2 separate regions of the Mus musculus genome follow, and region 1 is linked to region 2. Evidence: chromatin contacts called from public Hi-C data. All regions are on one chromosome and are shown on one strand. Each heading gives the region's core, a stretch centred on a gene start, on an enhancer-like site or on the middle of the called end of the contact. The rest is flanking DNA. Distances are from core to core; before and after follow the strand shown. Region 1 overlaps Gm30003 (a long non-coding RNA gene). Region 2 holds the start of Eln (elastin).

Region 1 (2,839 bases), core at 247-2,746, 39 kb after region 2:
CGTGTGGTGCATGGTATGTGTGTGTGTGGGGTGCATGGTGTATGTGTGTATGCGTAGTGTGTGTGTGTGTGGTGTGTGTGTGTATGGTGTGTGTGTATGGTGTGTGTATGTGTGGTATGTCTATGGTACATCTATATATATGTATGTGGTGTGTATGTGTGTATGCATGCATGTACACTATGTATGTGTGTATGTGGAGGTCAGAGGCTGACATCAGGTGTCTTCCTCAATTTCTCTCTACCTTAGTTTGGGGGCAGGGTCTCTTTCGGCTGGGCTGGACAGCCGAGAAGCTCCAGAGGGTGTGTCTGTCGCCATCGCCCTGTGCTGGGGTCCCAGGAGTGTGTTGGCACCCCCTGTGCTGGGGTTCCTGGAGCATGCTGGCACCCTGGCTTTTAAGGTGGGTGCTAAGGATCTGAGCTCAGTTCCTCACACTTTTTTTTGAGTAAGCACTTTAACAGCGCAGCCATGGTCCAGCCTCTTTTCCCAGCGCTTCCATGGTTTCTGTGTTCATACTTCCCGCCCTCACTTTCCAGGATGCCATCTCTGACCTGGCTCAGGGACTCTCCATCCAGCTTGGGCTCCATTTCGTCCTTGTCTGGGGACATGGACAGCCTTTACCCCTTACTCTGGAAGTCTAAGATGTAAGATGACAGCTGTCCGGGACGGTCACTGCTCTGCCCCTCTTGAGACACAGGATCATGACAATTCAGGGTGGCTTTTAGAATTCAGTACGAATGGGGATTACAGGAGTCAGCAAGGGAACAATGACTACAGTGGCAGAGCACAATGACACATACGCGCGCGCGCGCGCACACACACCAAAAACAAACAAACAAACACAACAAAACCCATTCTCTAGTTCATTTGGAACAGCAATTCAAGTATTAAAAAATATTTTTTTTGAAGCAGGGTTTCATGTAGTCGAGACTGGCATCGAATTTACTATGTATCACAGGATGACCTTGAACCCCTGATCTTCCTGCCTTCACCTTCACAGTGCCAGGATCACAGGCATGAGGCCTCATACCAAGTTTATGTGGTGTTGGGGACCAAACTTAAGGCTTCCCGGATGTCAAGAGAGCATTCCACCAATTGAGCCCCGCAATGCTTCAACTCCCAGACAAGAAACAAAAGAAAGACTTTTATTTCCTGGCACAGAACACAGTGTGGGAGAGGCAGGGTCCAGTCCAGGCCTGGCTTGTGACCTACATGGGTTCTTCAGCCAGCTTCTCCCTGGCTGGCTCACTGATGACCGTCCCCAGGCTTAGGGTATTAGCCTAGGGACCCAGGTAAAGGGGGGAGGATGGGTGAGGCTGGGGCTCCAGGCTATGGAGTTTCCCTTGGCCCCGACTTCCACAGGGGCTCCATTCCCAGTGTGATAAAAGAGGCATTAAGTGGGAGCGGAGAGGATGAAGTAAGGGAGAAGATATGAGTGACCGCGCCCGGCCCCCCGAGCCTGAGCCCTCCCTGCCCTGCTCCACCAGGAGGCCTTGGAAAAGGACAGGCCTTTCCCCAGCCTCAGCCTGTGCCAGGCACCAAGGGAGCTAGCTTAATCCAGCCAAGCCCGGCCTGATCCCCAGGCTTCGGATGCAAATGCCCTTCAAGTCTCCTTTTGTTTTGTCTGTGTGTGTTCAAGTTTGCGCGCGCGCGCGCGCGCGCGCGCGTGCGTGCGTGCATGTGTGTGTGTGTGTGTGTGTGTGTGCATATGTACTTACAGGGAGGTCAGAGATTGATGTCAAATATGATCGCCACTGTAATTTTTTAGGGTAGGGTCTCTTCACTGAGCCTGGAACTCACTGATTGGTTAGGCTTGTGCCCAGCAAATCCCGGAGAAGATAAGCAGCTTTTACATTTCTTTCCTTTTTTTTTTTTTTTTTTTGAGACAGGGTGGTTTTTCCGTGTAGGTCTGGCTGTCCTGGTACTTGCTCTGTAGGCCAGGCTGGCCTGGAACTCACAGATCCTTCTGTCTCTGTCTCCCAAGTGCTTGGATCAAAGGTGTGCAGTGCCAGCACTGCCCGGCTTCTTTATGTTGGTGTGTGCGTGTGCACCTGTGTGTGCATGTGTGCATGTGTGTGTGTGTATACTGTGTGTACATGTGTAGGTGTAGGTGTGTACCTATGTCATGGTATACACGTGGAGGTCAGAGAAGAACACACGGGAGCAGGTCTCTTCTTCTCCGCAGTGGGTCCCAGGAATGGAACTCACATAGTTACATTTGGCAGCAAACACCTTTATTCCCTAAGGCATCTCCCTAGCTCTGTCCTTGGGCTTTTATTTGAGTGTTTGGGATTTGAACTCAGGTCCTCAAGTCTGCATAGTAAGCACCGGACCACCCAAGCTACTCTCCAGTCTCAGAGGTTTTGTGTTCGTTCTATACCCAGACCTCCTCTCTGTCCTCACTTCACCAGATCTATGTCCTACATCAGGGTTACTTGGAATAAATTAGGAGATCCGATGGGTACGTCCTGCTCTTCTGGGGAAATTCTGAGCCTGTAGCTGCCCAGAGAGGGCATAGTGTCCTCCAGTTGGGCCTGCATGGCCCACCCACCCCATGCCTCCCAGACTCCTTTCCTTTGTGGGGAAAGCTGTTTATTCCCAAGGGTTTCTCACCTCACACCAGAGCCAGCCCCTGAAGGCATTGGCGTGTCATAAACCAGCCTGACCCTAATTTATCTCATCACCATTCCGGAACTGGGGAAGGGAATGGCTCTCCAAGGTTGGGTGGAAGGCTGGCACCATTGACCTAGCCTGGACGGTGACCAAGCTGGATTCGAACCTGGTACCTTCCCCTGCTGAGACCCAGACAAAGAGCGAGTGTGTCCAAAGCGTGGGGTTGGTT
Region 2 (3,156 bases), core at 79-2,578:
CTTTCCCCACAGCTGGATGCACCTTTCATCTGGGAGCAGACTCCTTCCTCCCCATAACCCAACATGCCCGGTCAGGATACATATCAGATGACCAAAAGGATACCTTGAGGCTCAGCCTCTGATACCAGCCATGTCCTGATTGCCAGGAGATGGGCACTTTCCCCAGCTCACGCTCTGGCCTGTATTCCATCTCAGCAAACCCTCATACAGGCATGGACTCGCTCACGCTCACACACACACAGTGACGTCCTACACCTGGGCACCAGACGTCTTTAGGACATTTTTTTTTTAAGACAGCCTGATAGAACCCAAATGGCTCACTAGGTAGCCAATGATGTCTTGAATTCCTGATCCTCCGATGACCACCACACAGGTATGTGTCACCACGCCCACCTAGTTTACTCAGAGCTTTGAGAATGTTTAGCATGCCTTCCATCAACAGGGACGTCCTCAACCCTCCTGGTTGCTCTTGAGACGGGGTCTGGTTGGCTTTGAACTTACATGTTGGGGGTCACAGGTGTGGCTCACCACGCCCAGCTGGGTGTTGGACTTTGGCAGATCCCATCACACAACTTCACGGTTTGCCTCCCTGTACCTCCATCTGTCTAGGAACGGACTTGTGAACAGACCTTCATACCATCCCAGACACATTTCCTTCAGGGACATGCTTGGCTAGAACCTCACACTGACACCTGTGCAACATAGTATGAAACACACACGGGCGCATACACACACACACACACACACACACACACACACACACACACACACACAGAATCCGAACATCTCCAAGCAAAGACAAACCAGGATTGTCTCTCCCCAGGCTGGTATGTACACAGGTGTGCACAGGTATGCAAACTGCCACCACCACTGGAAAGTACTCAGGTGACTCAGAGGACCCCTTCGAGCTTGGACAGGAGGTAGGGACCATCCTGACTGGCGGGAGTGTAGCTTTGACAGGACCCCTAACACGGAGCTGGCTCCCAAGAGGAGACAGTTCCCAGAACCCTCCCTGTCTCGAGGAGGGGGGATCTGGAGCTGAAGGGCTCATCCATCTCCGGGATTCCCCATCAGTCTTGCCACCTGGCCGGCAGGGTCCCGCAGATTGTGGACAGCGTGGGACCAGCGAGGGGCAGCGTGGGACCGGCGAGGGGCCCCTTACCTCCAGGCTGCGCGGGATGGAGGAGGTTGAGCAAGAGGATCAGCAAGACGCCAGGCTGCGGGACTACCGCTGTCAGACCCGCCATCTCGGGGAGGACTGCCCCAGCCTGCTCTCAGCGCCTCGTTTTATCCCCAAAGCGTAATTGCTGCCTGGTAGGCTGCTGTGAGGGAAGGAGGGAGGGAGAGAGGGCGGGTGAGAGGAGGGCGGGAGGAGGGGGAGCTGGGGGAGGGGGCCGCGGGGGAGGGGGCAATTACGAAAGGCCAGACTTGCAAGCCTCCTAGGCTGAATCTGCCTCGACTATGGGTCTATTTTCCTGCACACACACACACACACACACACACACACACACACACACACACACACTGACGCGCGCGTGCTCTGCCCCCCCCCCCCCCCATCGCTTTCCCGCTTTCCCTCTGTAGCTGTTTGCTTGCTCCTGGCCCTGTTCCCGCCAGAAAGTGCAAGGGGGGCCTTTGCCAGGACAGCCCTCTGGAGAGGAAGCAGGAGGGAGGGCCCAGGCAGCCCGGCCAAAAAATCCCAGCCCTAGCCAAGGCTGGAGTAGCCAGGCCCCCGCCCCTCTGCCTGGGCCCCAGGCCCAGTGTGGGGACACAGGCCAGCTGTCCCGCGCCTCAGCTCCCACCCTGGTCCTGCAGACACCCCAACACCCCCAAGCCTGGCTAGAGACAGGCTTTACCCAAAACTGGGTTAGGTAGGTTGATGGGGCTAAGGGAGTCTGCCTATAGAGTTCAAGGTCTGCGAGCAGAATTGTCTGGGAGAGAGAATAGGATAGACATGGTACCGTGGGGGCATTTTAGGAACAGATTAGAGACCTTGACATACGATCTAGTTCATCATGGTTGAGACAGGTCTTAGCCATCTGTTTGAAGCCTGGGAAAGGGTGTTGGATCTATGGGTCTATGGTTGCAGAGACCAAGGGGCTGAGGTCAGGCGAGTGGCTTGGGAGTGAGAGCCATGTATTTAGTGTCTCCCTAGGGCTCAAAGATGATCCTTGCATAAGGTGTTGGTTGGTTCTGTAAGGGCCACGAGCACAGCTTTGCACCGCCCCTGAGCAAGGCACAGTGTCCAACAGAGGTCATACTGGGTCTTAGGTGCCTGGTAGGGAACATGGAGGTGGGAGCTCTGTGCAGGTGACTATTAACTCAGTATTCTCCTTCTTGCTTGTTCACCACCTGTCCAATGCTCTCACTTGCATCTGGAAACTGATTCTCTTGGAGGCTCTGGGAAGGCTTGATGATGCTATTCCTCTACTGGCCAGAAGGGGGCAGCCTATGCTGAACCAGCAGAGAGCCCTCCAGGAAAGCTTGCGATCAGTGCCCTGGCCACCCTGTCCCTGAGCATATGGAGATCCTGTAAGGCTTTAAGGAATGTGAAGTGTAGGTCAGAGAAAGATTATGTCATTCTCAGACTCCTGAGTGTATGTGGAGTACTGTAGGACAGGAGAGGGAGATGGTTGCTTGCTGTATACAGGTCATAGTTGGTTAGAAGAAAAAGTCTAGGCCATAGGTCCTAGAGTCTTTCTCTTGTAGGGGGTGGTGCAGAGGGGTGAGTTAAAGATGTCTTATCAGATGTCTTATACAGTACAGGGCATAGAGGAGTCTGCAGAGATGACAGCATTGGCGGAGGTGGGGGTGGGAGATCAAAGGCAGGTGGCTTAGGTGGACCTGGGCTAATTTTTGGTTCTCTTGTCTTGGTGCTCTTGTGTTTCTTCTTCTTCTTCTTCTTCTTCTTCTTCTTCTTCTTCTTCTTCTTCTTCTTCTTCTTCTTCTTCTTCTTCTTCTTCTTCTTCTTCTTCTTCTTCTTCTTCTTCTTCTTCTTCTTCTCCTCCTCCTCCTCCTCCTCCTCCTCCTCCTCCTCCTCCTTCTCCTTCTCCTTCTCCTTCTCCTTCTTCTTCTCCTCCTTCTCCTCCTCCTCCTCCTTCTCTTTCTCCTCCTCCTCCTTCTTCTTTTCTTCTCCTTCATTTCCTCCTCCTCCTC

The links. A called contact is a pair of places that touch in the nucleus more often than the background predicts.
Region 1: a Hi-C map of uterus shows a contact between it and region 2, with 5 times the contacts expected there. The contact joins the enhancer-like site here to the promoter of Eln in region 2. A contact is called at or near these places in 9 of 39 promoter capture datasets (the 3T3-L1 cell line, cranial neural crest, embryonic stem cells and 4 more), 1 of 15 datasets of contacts at CTCF or cohesin (the NIH/3T3 cell line), 6 of 484 Hi-C or Micro-C datasets (the HL-1 cell line, Sertoli cells and uterus), 4 of 115 datasets of contacts at active chromatin or transcription factors (embryonic stem cells, heart atrium and intestinal villus epithelium) and 3 of 9 other capture datasets (adipose tissue, embryonic stem cells and pancreatic islet).

Annotation. Positions count from the first base shown.
Region 1 is chr5:134,784,650-134,787,488 of GRCm38.p6, forward strand. All of the region lies in intron 2 of Gm30003 (a long non-coding RNA gene), which reads left to right. Among named protein-coding and RNA genes, the nearest start is that of Eln, 39 kb to the left of the region's middle. Within about 2 kb of position 1,497, at least 36 of the 459 cell types and tissues checked have an H3K27ac peak or open chromatin away from gene starts, as enhancers often do. A contact at or near this core is called in adipose tissue, heart atrium and uterus, where this site is marked.
Region 2 is chr5:134,745,995-134,749,150 of GRCm38.p6, forward strand. It overlaps Eln (elastin), which reads right to left and starts at 1,329. Exons shown (of 37, transcript NM_007925.4): 1 at 1,163-1,329. The coding sequence starts at 1,247. It overlaps Gm30003 (a long non-coding RNA gene), which reads left to right. Exons shown (of 4, transcript XR_868587.3): 1 at 1-1,314.